2 separate regions of the Anas platyrhynchos genome follow, and region 1 is linked to region 2. The links are chromatin contacts, called in public Hi-C maps. All regions are on one chromosome and are shown on one strand. Each heading gives the region's core, a stretch centred on a gene start, on an enhancer-like site or on the middle of the called end of the contact. The rest is flanking DNA. Distances are from core to core; before and after follow the strand shown. Region 1 has its middle 11 kb from the start of CD2AP. Region 2 overlaps CD2AP (CD2 associated protein).

Evidence for each region. Hi-C and Micro-C count contacts between places; a contact is called where the count stands out from the background.
Region 1: a Hi-C map of subcutaneous adipose tissue shows a contact between it and region 2, with 2.1 times the contacts expected there. The contact joins two enhancer-like sites. A contact is called at or near these places in 3 of 8 Hi-C or Micro-C datasets (F1 follicle, skeletal muscle and subcutaneous adipose tissue).

Annotation. Positions count from the first base shown.
Region 1 is chr3:114,516,569-114,523,424 of IASCAAS_PekinDuck_T2T, forward strand. No RefSeq gene overlaps it. Among named protein-coding and RNA genes, the nearest start is that of CD2AP, 11 kb to the left of the region's middle. Within about 2 kb of position 4,198, at least 3 of the 8 cell types and tissues checked have an H3K27ac peak or open chromatin away from gene starts, as enhancers often do. A contact at or near this core is called in subcutaneous adipose tissue, where this site is marked.
Region 2 is chr3:114,450,672-114,457,461 of IASCAAS_PekinDuck_T2T, forward strand. It overlaps CD2AP (CD2 associated protein), which reads right to left. Exons shown (of 18, transcript XM_027455325.3): 7 at 6,142-6,250; 8 at 2,992-3,083; 9 at 2,150-2,254; 10 at 592-628; 11 at 149-208. Among named protein-coding and RNA genes, the nearest start is that of CD2AP, 55 kb to the right of the region's middle. Within about 2 kb of position 4,845, at least 2 of the 8 cell types and tissues checked have an H3K27ac peak or open chromatin away from gene starts, as enhancers often do. A contact at or near this core is called in subcutaneous adipose tissue, where this site is marked.

The DNA.
Region 1 (6,856 bases), core at 2,948-5,447, 65 kb after region 2:
AATTACTCATAGATACGGCTGAGGATAATTCATACTCTTCCTACCAAAAATTGAGTCCTTTAGCTGGCATCCTCCCAAAAACACCCACTCAGAGAGCAGTCTGCAGACACGATGTTTTCTATTCTTTCTCACTTCCCTGTCTGTTTTATTTCCAGGCCAGACTACTTGAAAGTCAGCATACCTTCTTGAATCTAATTAATCCTTCTGTCTTGGCCCTTCCCATCAAATTCCTTCCTTTTTAGAAATTCTAGTTTTAATTTGTTCCAGAGCTCCTCCTGTTCTCAGGAACTCCCAATCTCTCTCCATGACCTTGTGTGACAAACAAGCACAAAAACAATAGTATTGTTTAGCCCCACCAATCTGCTAAAAGACCATATTTTTTCAGCGCGAGGTGTTACAAAACAGGATCGGTCTGATATAAGGACAGACGGTAATGTAGGATTGGCCAGAGGCAATTTCCCATCTCAGAGGGCCATTTTCGACATCAGTTGATCAGATCTCTCCCTTGTAGGAAATCAGAATTACCAAACTTACTCTTGTTCCTGCTTGGAATTACAGCAATGCTTGTAAGGAACATTCTCGAAAACACGTGCTTCTGGAAAAAAAAAAATGTTTCAAACATCCTATGTTTTTCTATCAATGCTGAAATTTGTCTCATGGCATGGGTTATATTAGAGCTGGTGGTCAAATGGAAACAGGAACACGAAATCCACTCTTGTTATAATGGTCAGAAAAGTGCTAATATCTATGCATAATTTTCAGAAAAGTGCAGCACATTGTCCTTCGTGTACCCAGCCATTTCAGTCACTGACGGGAATATTGTTTTTAATTTTGATACACAGTAAAGAAAGCCTCGTTTCACCTGATTTTAACTGTATCCTTTGGGGCTATTCTGCTCATGCGGTTTCATTTGATAATCGGTGGAAAGGAAGAAGCAGGCACTGATAGGAAACACTTCACTGGATCCTAAAACAAGTGCCTAAAACATGAGTGATACATTGTCCTGGAGAGGTGCCATTGTCTCTCTGGCAGTTGTATAGGGAACCAACACAACTAGCTCAGACTTCAATGACTAAAGTTTGATAAAAAGAATGCCATTATTAGAATAGATGGATACATATTCCTCTTACGTCATCTGTGGATTATTTTTTCCTTTAAGTTCTGCTATTAAAATATTTTCAGTGCAAACAAAATTAGTACTGCATTTTGGACAATTTAGACTTAGATTTAGTTCAAGTTTTTGGAGATTGCTTCATGTACCCAGAAGTGAGACAAGACCTAGACACAGCTGCTTAAAGAGGAAGTCTTAAAGTGGAAAGAACATGATAAAGTACTGGCCTAATCCAACCACTCTCGTACTATTTTAAGCCTCTTGTTGTGACAGTGGATAGTTTGAAGTGCAAGGTCCTGCATTTAAGCCAATGGTGGGAATTTACTAATTTGAAATAATAAATAGTGAGAAGAAAAATCTGAGAGATGTGATTGGTATACCCACTAATATAATGCAGCCACCAAAATGACAAATATGGTTTATGTACAGTCGATGTACAGCTGATGTTTTTCTTTATACTTCATGGGCTTCTCTATCACATTAGCCTTTGACAAATGAATCCAAATACTCAGGAGTGACTGCAATATAGCACAAAGATGCCTGAGCAACCATAACATTACCAAATCTGAGTACTGGGGGCAGCAGTGTAAAAATGAGAATGAGCTAGATAACTCTGCAGTCCCCAATGGTTTATCATCATCCCACTTTCACCCTGTTCTTCTCCTTTTCAGGAAGGACAGTCTTCAGTCTGTCAGAAGGGCATCCCTAAAGAGGCAGGTAGAGATGCAGACCAGTGTTAAGGAGTGAAACTCTTCTTCCCTAAAGAAGAAAAATAAATAAATAAAATAAATAAAGAACTGAAATCTTGTATCAGCTTTGGCTGTATTCCCATGATATGAAGCAGGTGAGTTACCACCCCAGCTCAGAAGAAATGCTTGAACAGTGCTGTTTGACAGCTGCTGATTAACCTGTGTGGTCTAGCAGCAAAGTGATAGGTGCCATACAGAAGCCAGACACTTGAACTGTCACCACTTGTGCAGGCTGGTGGCCTGGAGTATCTGTTTCTGCCAATCCAGCATCTGTCAGTAGCATGTAGTTCATAGAGGAAACAAAGGGAAGTCCCAGTGACACATCGTCCAGCTGCAGTCCCAAAGAAGTGTCACAGGAGGGCAAGAGAATGCCTCTTCTGTAATGAAAGAGTGGGTATGATTACAAGGCACATAAAATATGCACAGGGTTGAATTTCACCTCTACCACAGACAGCAGACACTGAATATATATATGGAACTGAAGGAAGCTCTGGAGTTCTGCTCTGCAAGTCCCGTGAAGAAAGCAGTAGTAGGATAAGTGCCATGGCTGCATGTCACAGCACTGTAGCTTCATTAGAAATGATGATGCATTAGATGTAGTAATCTCTTTCTTTTCCACTCCCAGGCTGTGTTTGCTATCTCCAGGGAGGGAGATAGGAAAAACACGAGCCGTGATGTCATTTTTATGTGATAACTTCTTGTCTTAGAACAGGAGAAGCTCCTTGTTCCTTCCATTTTCTTATCTCTGTAATTACAACAGCACTGCCTTATACAGTCTACCATTTCTTACTCCTGAACTTTACCTCTATGTCTCTTGTCATGTGTTTGTTGTTTTTGTAAACAGAGCTTCTTCTCTGTCCGCCCATGCCAATTTCTCTCCTCCTCTTCATTTCCACATACACTATTTGATTTTGTTTAAATTGTGTAATCATTTTATTAACTCCATGAAACCATTCAAAGGGATCAGTTTGCCAAAGAGATGGCATTGAATCCACAGGATTGTTCTGTGTGTCTTGCTTATTTGTAGGGGATGGCTATAACCTTTGTAAAATGTCCTAAGTTGTTAGTTGGTTTTGAAGGACTGGTTATGTTCCTCTTGCTTTAAAAACCCACTGAAGTCATTTCCCTGAAGAGTTTATAACAGTCACAAATATAGCTTAGTAGCCTCTTGTTTTGGCCACCTAACTGGTTACTTTATAAATCACCTGGTTTTCATATCATAACTTCAGCAGCCTACTTCAGATATTGCAGATATTGGATCTAATCACTGCAGTAGGGGGGCAGTACTAGAGTAGAAGGGTGGAAAATCCATGGTCTGGGAAGGGAAAGGAGCTCCAGGCACAAAGAGAAACCTGTGAGAAGATGAAAAGACAGGTCAGAAGGAGGAGAAGAAGCTGGTGAGGAGTTATAGCCGATACAGCAAGCACAAGGGGGGCAAACAAATGCCTTTTCCAGGAAATGAGCACAAGAATTCAAGAGGAAACTTACCCCACACGTGGTCTTTGTACCAGTTAGATCTGACATAAGCCACTGATCTATAACCCTGATGCATGAGGCTTAAGGAAGAAGGGGAACCCTGTTTCCTTGCTGTGAAATCAGATAGGAAGACTTTAAATTGTTTGACTTTGTTGATTGTTTGACTTTGGGAAAGGTACGCCCAGTTATTACATACCATTCTGTTTTTCTTTTCTTCTCCACCTTTAATGAATTACTATCTCCTTCAACGCTGCAATTCATTATTGTGATAGGAAAGGAATTTTTTCCAGGTGTCTGGGCTGGAGCTCAAACTGAGCCTCAGAGATCTTAGGCCACTTAGGTCATTCCAGAAGCACCGCAGAAAAGCTCATAATACTTTTATACCTTATATTTACTTGGCTGTAGGCAAAAGGCTGTGCTAAACCCCATGAAAGCAACACCTGTCCCCACAAAACTTTGCATCCAAACACTGGGAAATGGCATGGGGCAGCAATTCTTTATTCCAAGAAGTACAACAAACCAGTCCTAATGCAGCCCCAGGTACAGAACTCAAAGGAGTTTATGTAAAAGAGGGAACCAGCTGCAGACATAGTTTAGAAAAGCAGAGGAGTTTAGCCCAGTAAGATCTAGAGGTTGTAATTTCCTCCTTCAAAACACAAAACAACAGCCCCAGAGTGTAGTTTATCTGCAAACTCTAGTAACGCTATTTCCCTGTGACAGTGCATATCATTGTTACACTGACAAAGTTTCTTTTGTGCCCCTGTGCTTTTTCTACAACAGATATTTATAGAAATCATAGGCGCAAAGCTGCCAAAAGCACTTCCTGCAAATTACGTAATTTGCCTATCTCCCTTCCAGTATCACGAGGACCTACTCACACGCTTCCCATTCCTTTTGAGACCTTTATTTAACGAGTTAGAAGAGCTCTGTTACCATACGCTGCACATGTGCTCAAAGAAAACATTGCAGAGACTAATGGGCAGAGAGTAATTAAAATGATGATTGTAATCAATTCACATCATCAAGAGTGTTTTTTGTTTGTTTGTTTGTTTTTTGTTTGTTTGTTTGTTTTCAGATCTTTAAAATGTTTTCTTGTACAGGTTTGTCTCCTGACGATGTCCCTAGCATGCATGTTCTGTGCTATAGGTTTGTCACAGGGCAGAAGTGTATGTGACTGTAGCTTCTCTTTATCAAAATGGTTTATGCACCCACCCCATTCAACATTTTCACAGTAAAGCAGTGGTGCAGTTTTCCCATTTAGGTCTTGGTTACGTTCACCCTTATTGATGAGGCAAAGCAGCCAGAAGGCCTGGGTGTATTCCCAGAAAAATTTGGTAGCTCAGAATACACATCACTCTGAAATAAAAATAATTTGCCTGAGTGAATTTTATATCCAACTAAGCATAAAATTTCTGATTATAATATTCAAGAGGAAAACCTGTGAGATAAAAAGTTGTTCTAATCTGCATTGTAGTTATTATGAAAACATCCACTCATTTTAGTGGGAATGGGTTTAGCCCTTAAGTGTGCACATTGTCTGGAGTCCAAAGGAAATTAAGATACAAGCAAAAGGTAAAAAAAAATATGTGGAGAGCATGTTATGTAGTAAACAATCCCAGGAGCTCCTGCTGTGCCCTTTTCTTGCCTGCCTTTGATGTTGGATCTTCCATTTTATTTGTACAGACTTGATCCCACTGCCATTGAATTCAGTGGGAAAACTTCTTATTGACTTTGATCTTGCAAGAACGGACTTTATATTCTTACATGGCCTTTTGGAAGCAGTTTGATAGTTCTGTTGTGTGATAGGATTCTTGAGGCTCTCCCAGTGAAGGAAGAAAACAGAACCAGGACCGTGTTACTTGTGCTGGCTTTCTGCTCCAGGTAGGTGCAGGAACAGGAGGGGAGCTGCATTCCCATTTCCCTTCTGATGTCCTTTCTCCTCCTTCCACCAAAATGCCAAAAAAGATTAGAATAATGGTGGCTTTAACACATCCCACATTCTGCCAGCCTGCAGCCTACTCTGCCTGGTCCCGAGTCCCCTTTGGGAGTCTGGGTCTCCCACAGGAGGATGTTAATGTGAGAGAGGAACCCAAAATCACACTGGCCCACATATTTAACAGGGTCACAGAGTATGGTAGTAGCACAGTATTTTTGATGGGGAAAGGGATAGTGCCTCACAAAGTTCAGGCAATATCACCCATTGCACATATAAGGCAGCATCCTGCCACTTTGCAAAGATGTGATATTACTTCTTGTGCAGATAGCCACAGAGAGAAGATATGACACGTGATTTGCAATTTGTAATTGCTAGATAAGAAACTTGTCACCATTCCTCCCCCAGGAAAGGAAGAAAAAAACCTTCAGCCTGAGAAAAAAAAAAAAAAATCTTATTTTTTCCAGCTCACACGATCCTCAGCTCTCACTCAGAAAAGAACAATCTCCCTTGAATTTGGTGGACAGTGGTGGCCTAAAGGGGTGGTCTCCCCAAAATGAGCCATCACATCACCATCATTAGAGCCCAGGATGGTGATTAACTGAGGACTGGGTCCTGCTGAGGCCACTCACAAAAGCTAAGTGAGATTTGGCCCTAATCTGTCCAGCTCCTTCCTGAGTGAGGTTTACAGAGCTATAGCAAGTACCTAGAAGTGCCAGCGGAGTCTGGTGTGTCCCAGCCCCAGCTGTGGCTGCTGCCATCGCTGCCCCACAGTGGACACAAAGCTGTTAAAAACATCCAGTTGTGGCTTTGGGACTTTCTAGCAACATTCTAATATTGCTTCTTCTAATTGCCTTCTAATTTAATTTGCATTCTAATTTAATTATTTAGTTTGCCTTCTAATTTTTTTGGAACCGAGGTGATTTCCCAGCACAAATATTCTGAGCTTGAAGCCTCTCCCTTAATTCCTCTTTTGTTAATTCATTATCAAGTTAGGGTGTTTTTTGTAGCAGATGAAGCACCTTACATTCACAACTGCACAACACCAATTTAAAAACAGGAAGAAGAAATGTGATAGCCTGAATACAGGGTGTCTGCTTGGAGAATAAACATGTCTCCAGTGTTAGCTCAGCTATTAAAACAAACTAATAATTGCTTCCAGAGATAAAATATTTGCAAGCTATTATTCCAGCACTGTTTCATTAAAGAGAAGGAAACACAGCTGTTTCTGGAGCAGGCAGATGGCAATGGAGAAAGTTGTGCTCCATAATCAGGTTTCAAGAACTGTCAGGTACCTGCTTCCCCTCTGACAGCTCAATATGAAAACCACATCGGCTGAGCATTCATCTATGCTGCTATATCCCAAGCCATCATCCAGACAGGGGTGTGATGTAATTGGGTAATTAATTTCTGACAAACACCCTGCTTCTGCCTCTGGAAGCGAATAACCTGGAGAGACACAGAGTGTCTTGGATGGAGGGCACAAGCTTGCAAGTTATTTAAGGGTTTGAATATTGTGCCTTCTCTAAGAGCAGCTGAAGGGGTGGGACAGTGTCTGCTAGCTCATGTCCTTACACAGGGCCTTGG
Region 2 (6,790 bases), core at 3,595-6,094:
AGAAGGACTGTTCTTTATCACACAAAGTTTTCAGAAGCTTTCATGTTCCTAAGCATGCTACCTATTACACAGAGCAGATAAACTAAAACTTATTACCTTACTTTTAGGAATATATCCTGAAATTCACTATAAAGTAAACGGGTCTCACCTTTTTCTTCAGTCCTCAAAGGGAATTTCTTCTCTCCAGCTGGCAATTCAGGTTTAGGAGCTGTGTGTAAAACCAAATCATAGGTATTTCTGAAAGAGCTTTAATTATCTTAGTCACTATCTAAAAATATGATACACACCAATTTGTGTTCGTATTTTTTTTCCCTTTGCAAGGAGTGTAATGCCATTTATAAACATTCATTTCAGCCCAGCAAACTGTAGGCTCGTATTAAGATGTCTGAAGTAGTCTCCATCGTAATTTGGGAAAATATATAGCAGCAGCAAAATACATAAGGCATAAAAAGGTAACCTCTAACTAAGGGCAGCTGCATTACTAGGAAATACAAAGCTACTTCTGAATTTATTTAATTTTTTTGAAGACATGCACTGTTTCTGAAGTTCAATACTTCCTCAGACACCTATCAGCAGGCATATTTTACGTACCTGGACCTTTAACTGGAGGAGGAGGTTTCTTTGGCTTCTGTAAAATAAGTACATAAACAAAACAGATTATCAAAACACAGAAACACATTTGCTTTCTGTTTTGCATACGGTAGTGTCCATCTTATTCACAGCTCTTTTCAAAGCATTTCATAAATGGCAATCCCAGACAGGAAGCAAAGACATAGAACTGGAAAAATTCATCTGGTATTTCCCAGCCAACCTGCTAAAAAAAATGTGAACAAAATGCACAGTTTCTTCAAATCTCAGATCAGCATTTCAGCAGCAAGAGTACACAGAAGAGGTGCAAAAAAAAATTAAGAATTACTTCTTATCTAGTCCAAGGAATTGCTCCAGTCACACCCGTTTTAATTTCAGTAAGTAAACCCCAATCTTTGTTAGTACAACGGAAGTATCAAAAAGTAATCAGGTAAATTTTAAAATCAAAAAAGGTCACTTTCACTGAACAAGAGTTCTAAACTAAATATCATGAAAACTATTTAATTACGCAACAAGCACTTCATTTATATGAAAAACACTCGTCTGAGCTTCTTCGTCTTATACTGGAGAAAGATGCGTGAACTACTCCAGCCATTAAAAACTTGCAAAATATTAAGGTGTCACAGTTTGTATGTTGACAATAACCCTACTGTACTAGGCAGCCACTTATTGTTTTCCTTGATCTGTTAAAAATAAGTTTGAATTTCCCCCATCACAGGGTACGGCTTACCTCAAGGGACACATCTCAAACCACCTCACCTCCAGAGTCCAGCTAATGAAAATGCTCTAGAACACCCATCTAACGTGGTTGCACCAAGGACAATGCTCACTGATAAAACGGTCACAAAAGTCTACTAACCCTCAGATGTTTATAAAAACATTGCTGAAGTTGTATGGGCTCAGTCCAATGCACTCCCACTAAAGTACATGTGTTAACTTGACCATCTTTGGTACACACACTTGTCAGAACCAAAACATCATACTAATCTTGACAAAACATGGACTAAGAATTACAAGAACAAGGAGTACCACATAAAAATACGGATTTCTTTAAGTCAACACAAGAGATAATGGAGGAAAAAAAAAAGAAAAAAAAAAACTATTTCTAAATCCCATCCAAAGATTATACGCTGCAACCTACTGGCAGGTCATAACACAGAAAAATCCCAGTGAGTCCCCCAGGGGTTATTCAGTATTTTGTTCTTATATTTACTTAGAGAACAGAATAAAACAGAACTGACTGGTTGCTTCCTTTCAAAACATTTAGGGTTTAATTCAATCATCAGTTACACATATCACCACAGTATCAGAACTATATGTTTTTCTATATGACCTAATCAGCCTCTTTAATTACAGTTAATCTGAAAAGGCAGGTTTCAATTAAATATTTAAAAATAAGTTTAACCTTTAGACCTTCTTGGTTATAGCTACCTCGAGACAGAGTTAAAAGCTGACACAATTGTATTAATATTTGAAGCAGCAGTATGTGCTGAAGTCTTTTATTCCTTGCATTTCTGTCAATTCGTTTTTGTGACACTAGATGAAATATATAGGAACTTACAGGGAAGTCTTTATCATGTTCGTGTATTTGAACAGCAAAATTATCAGGGAAGACTCCTTCTTTACCATTGAGTTCTCCTCTCCACCAGCCTGGCTCTCCAGTATCCTAAAACAAACAATAGGATATTTCGATCAATCCTTATTTTTCCCAGAACAGATAGATTGAAAGTGCTGTTCCTGTAGCTGTTTCTCACAATATAATTGTTTTTCCAAAATATTGCATTACTTAGAAGAATACTTTAGCTACCTTAGCAAGGGGAAACAGCTAAAGATCAGACTATGTTTGGTCACTTTGTTTTCTAAAATACAGGATATGAAATTATATTTCCTCATTTATACAAGGCTAACATCTGCAAGTGGAAGAAAAGTACGTAAAACCAGCTATGATTCAATGCACAATATTTAACGTTCTCAACTTCCTCCACTAGATTTAATGTTCTCAACTTCCTCCACTAGAAACACATTCAGTAAATACTTTCTGTAGTTGGAATAACACACAATTCTACTACATAAAAGTGATTCTGATGCAACTGATCAGGCTCACTAGTCTGAAAAGCATGAAGAAAGAAGACAGAATACACTTCTGAGGAAAAAATAACCAAGTTAAGACATAAGGGGAAAAAAACAAATTATTAATTCTGTGACATAGAAATCCATCACATGATCTAACTAGATAGAAACTTTAGTTTGTTTATAACAGAAGTATGTGTGTTAACATCTGAAATTATTTAAATATTTTAGCAAATACTTTATTCAACCTAATAAACTCTCCTGTCTATATTCTACTTACGTGTGCATAACTTACAAAAGTTACAAGTTGTTAAAGTGGACTGAACATCTTACCTTAGTGATAATTTGAATAATCTCGCCTTCTTTAAAACTCAGTTCGTCATTTGTGCCTTCATAGGAAAATAATGTCCTGCAATATTCCTTGGCTGGAACAACACAGCATAATTACTACATTTGCATACCACGGGTAGTAAAATTCATAAAAGCTTACTTGTGCTATCCAAAAGGAGAGCTCAGAAATTAATACTGTAATCACCCTTCCCTTCCAGACCAGCCATCTGATGCTGCTCTACAAAGTGTTCACTGTGTCATTCACATCATGAGCAAATCAAGTTCGTAGCAATATTTACAGAGAACGGGAGATAAATCCTCATGGAGTCAGGGGGATAATGCCCTAAAATATTTTTATCCAACAGACCGCTCACTTAAAATTGTAACGGCTTATCTGACATATCTAATCCCCACTGCCTTCAGTTCTGCTGCTTTAGACGAAAGACTGATTCATGATTTTTATTGCAAGTTTATATGAGATTTTTATAATAAGCCTAATTAAATATACATAATTGTTTCATGGTGACTTAAAATTACAGGAACTTCAAATACCCAAGCAGCACATTTGCTGAAATTCTGCAATGAGAACAAGTAATTGAAGCAAAGGAAATCCTTGGATATAACCACTTGAAACCACAGCTCAACTGAATGACTAAACTGACAGTCACAGCCCCTTTTGTAAAAGCAGAAAGAATAATTCCTGTCTTTCTACTTGGTATAGGGCAATAAGAATACCATCATGCGGCCACAACATACCAGGACTTGGACAACACACACAGGTGAGCAGCAGCATACACCCCTGCTTAGGCGGCAGCACAACCCTAAGCCATCTCCTGCACACAGCCCGATTCTGTAACAAGGCACGCATTTCCTTGCTGCTGGGAGAGTCGGCCAGCACCACTGTACTACGCAAACCTTTGCTTCTTTCCTTCTCCATGCACTTCTCCTCCTGCCCTGGATACACACCAAGTCCCACAGCACACAAAAACCATGTCAGGAAGGACTTTCCTCTGCAGCAGCTGCACAGAAGGCAGGAGGCAGCAAGTGCTGAAACCCTGCAGGCTGCATCTTTCTGCCCATCCAGGTGGTCAGCTCCACCCAAAAAATCCACCCACCTTCATTAAGAGCACGTACAATTTGCCACTTCACCGTCTTACTTTGTGAGCCTGATATTCTCTAAGTCATGGAGATAAAGAAGTCCAGTTTCACTTTCTAACGCTTTCATATGGTGCTTACAAAGTAATAAATCTGAACTTTGAACTACCTTTTATTAAAACATTTACTAAGTTTTCTCCTTTCCAAGAACTCAGGGATGACCGTGCAGTAGCAGGAATCACAGATAATGTCCTCTGACATAAAGGGGGAAGGAGAAATCACCAAGTGGAGATTTCTATTTTATTTTTTAAACAAAATATTTTACATATTTGCACCAGAGGCCAAAACAAGCTTCCCAGAAATAGCTAAGGCACACAAGTCTAAATATTTTAGGAGACCTCTGTTGTTAACATACTGAACACAGATTATTTTAAACTCTCTCAAAACTGACGATGCATAAACTGTGCAGTCTGTATTAAAATAAAAACATTAAGAAAGAAAACCTAGCTCTTTCAAAAGTTACAAGATACTTTCAAATTATTTCTATAGGTATTATCTACTAATAATCTCCTACAATATTTATCTGGGCAGCAGAGACTCAGCATGACTAACCGGATTAGTCCAATTTCTATACTTGTAGCATGAAATGCACTTGAAATTATGAAAGGAGCAACGTACTGAATGCTTTGAATGTTTGGTATTGAACACCCAGATTTTTCAGACAGACTTGGGTTAATTTTTATGCAAAGTTTAAGACAAGCCAAATTTCGCAATGCTCTGGGCTGCACACTGTCTTGCTGGCTCTGCAGGAAGTGCACTTCCAGCAATAGCACTGGAACGGGTTAAAAGCTGAAAATTTTAATCTACTAAAAGTAAAATCCCTAATAGACTTCAAAATCAGGATAAAGTCCAAGTGAGCATCGATTTCCATGAAATGTATCATACACAAACTTATTTCGATATATGCTTTGGAATGGCAAAACTGAAGTGTTAAGTACTCTTACCCCCACTACATTAAACACTCCTAAACAGTAATCAGCTGTTTATAAACATGGCCATGCATACATCTATCCCACGAAATACAGCAACATGGCTCAAGTGGCACAGATGTCCTATTTGCTGTTAGAACTCTGCCAAAACCCTGGTTTGGCTGTACAAACCCACCGTTTCAAGTGCGCTGCTCTGCTAGATTACACAACCCCTAAAGACAGGCGAAAAGCCAGCTGTTTGTTGAAGTTTTCGTAATTCTGCAAATGATGCATTCCATGTAAAATAACCCATTTATGCAAAAATAACTGATTTCTACATAAAAGAAAAGTACACTTGGAATTCCAATACAGGAGCTGAAAAGCATTGTCCCTGGAACTAGGCAAAATGAGCTGTCAACACATCACAATTTTTTTATGGGGTTGGTACTCCCAAAAGAAGTTTTGAGTTGACTTTAAAAAAAAAAAAAAAAAAAAAGTAGCTCTCTAAATAAAGCTAGGCAATTTAGTAGTTAAACAAAGTCATAAATTCTCAGAGAAAAAAATCTTTTTTCTTTTTTATTACTGTAAATGGAACCAGGCTACCTGGAGAATAGACTTCAAGGGAACAACAACTTTCTGATGCAAGAAACCCGGCATACAACCATGGACAGCACACACACGAGCAACTCCAGAGTAAACACAGCATCATTCCTATCACCCAGGAACAGAAACCAAGCTGGGGGGCTGCTCTGCAACAACAGATTTCCAGCATCCCAGATGGCCACTAAAAGCTAGGCAGAATGAAAGCCAGCTTAAGCACGTCAACACAAATTAACACAAACTTAATACCGCTGCCTTATTTGCTTCTGCGAGACAACCCTACAACTGATTTCTCACTGAAATGCAAACAAAAACTCCTTCAGACACTTTTGCATTTGAATAACTTCTCAAAGGTAAAGAACATTATGCACAAAAAGCAGTATACACAGAAGTATAATGCCAACAAGGGGAAAACAGATCACTTTTGACAACCAAATACTTCTTCACCAAAGACTATCAAGCAACAGATGCACATTTCCATTAGCCTTACCTTTTGGTTTACTTTCACCTTCTGATTTTGCTCCTTCTGACGAGTTTTCCATTTTTGTTACGCAAGGAAAATGAATTGGCTTTGATCCAGGGGGATGGTGAGGTGAGGACTACAGAAACGAAAGAGACCTTTGTTAACAGAAACTCATGTTTTCAGTAGCTGAGATGATGTGAAATTATCTCCAAGAGATTCACTGCGTTTTTCTTTTAAGTACTTAATTTACTGCAGTTACTTCATTATGGCCACCACAACAAGAATTTTGTCTACTGACCGAAGGCAAAGCACACTGCTTTATATCTGGCAATGTCCAGCTCAATTTTTGCAATCATATTTCAATCTTCCCAAGCGTTACTGTTCCATTACTCTGAAATTGCCTTCTCTGGCACAGAAGTGGTCATTGAACAGCTCTGCTGAAAGTAACTCTGACCATAGTTACTTGGCACTGGAATGACACAGGAATATTCAGTGACCATAAACCATCTCAGCTGAAGAGGTAATCAGTTTTTCATTACTTAGGCAAACATAAAAGCATGTGAAAGCCTGTCCCAGCTTCCCTTCGCTCTTGAAGATTCAAACAGAACAGAACCCAAAAAGACATTTGCTCCTACACAAAAAAAAAACACAGAGGCATCACAACTGGTATGAAGTT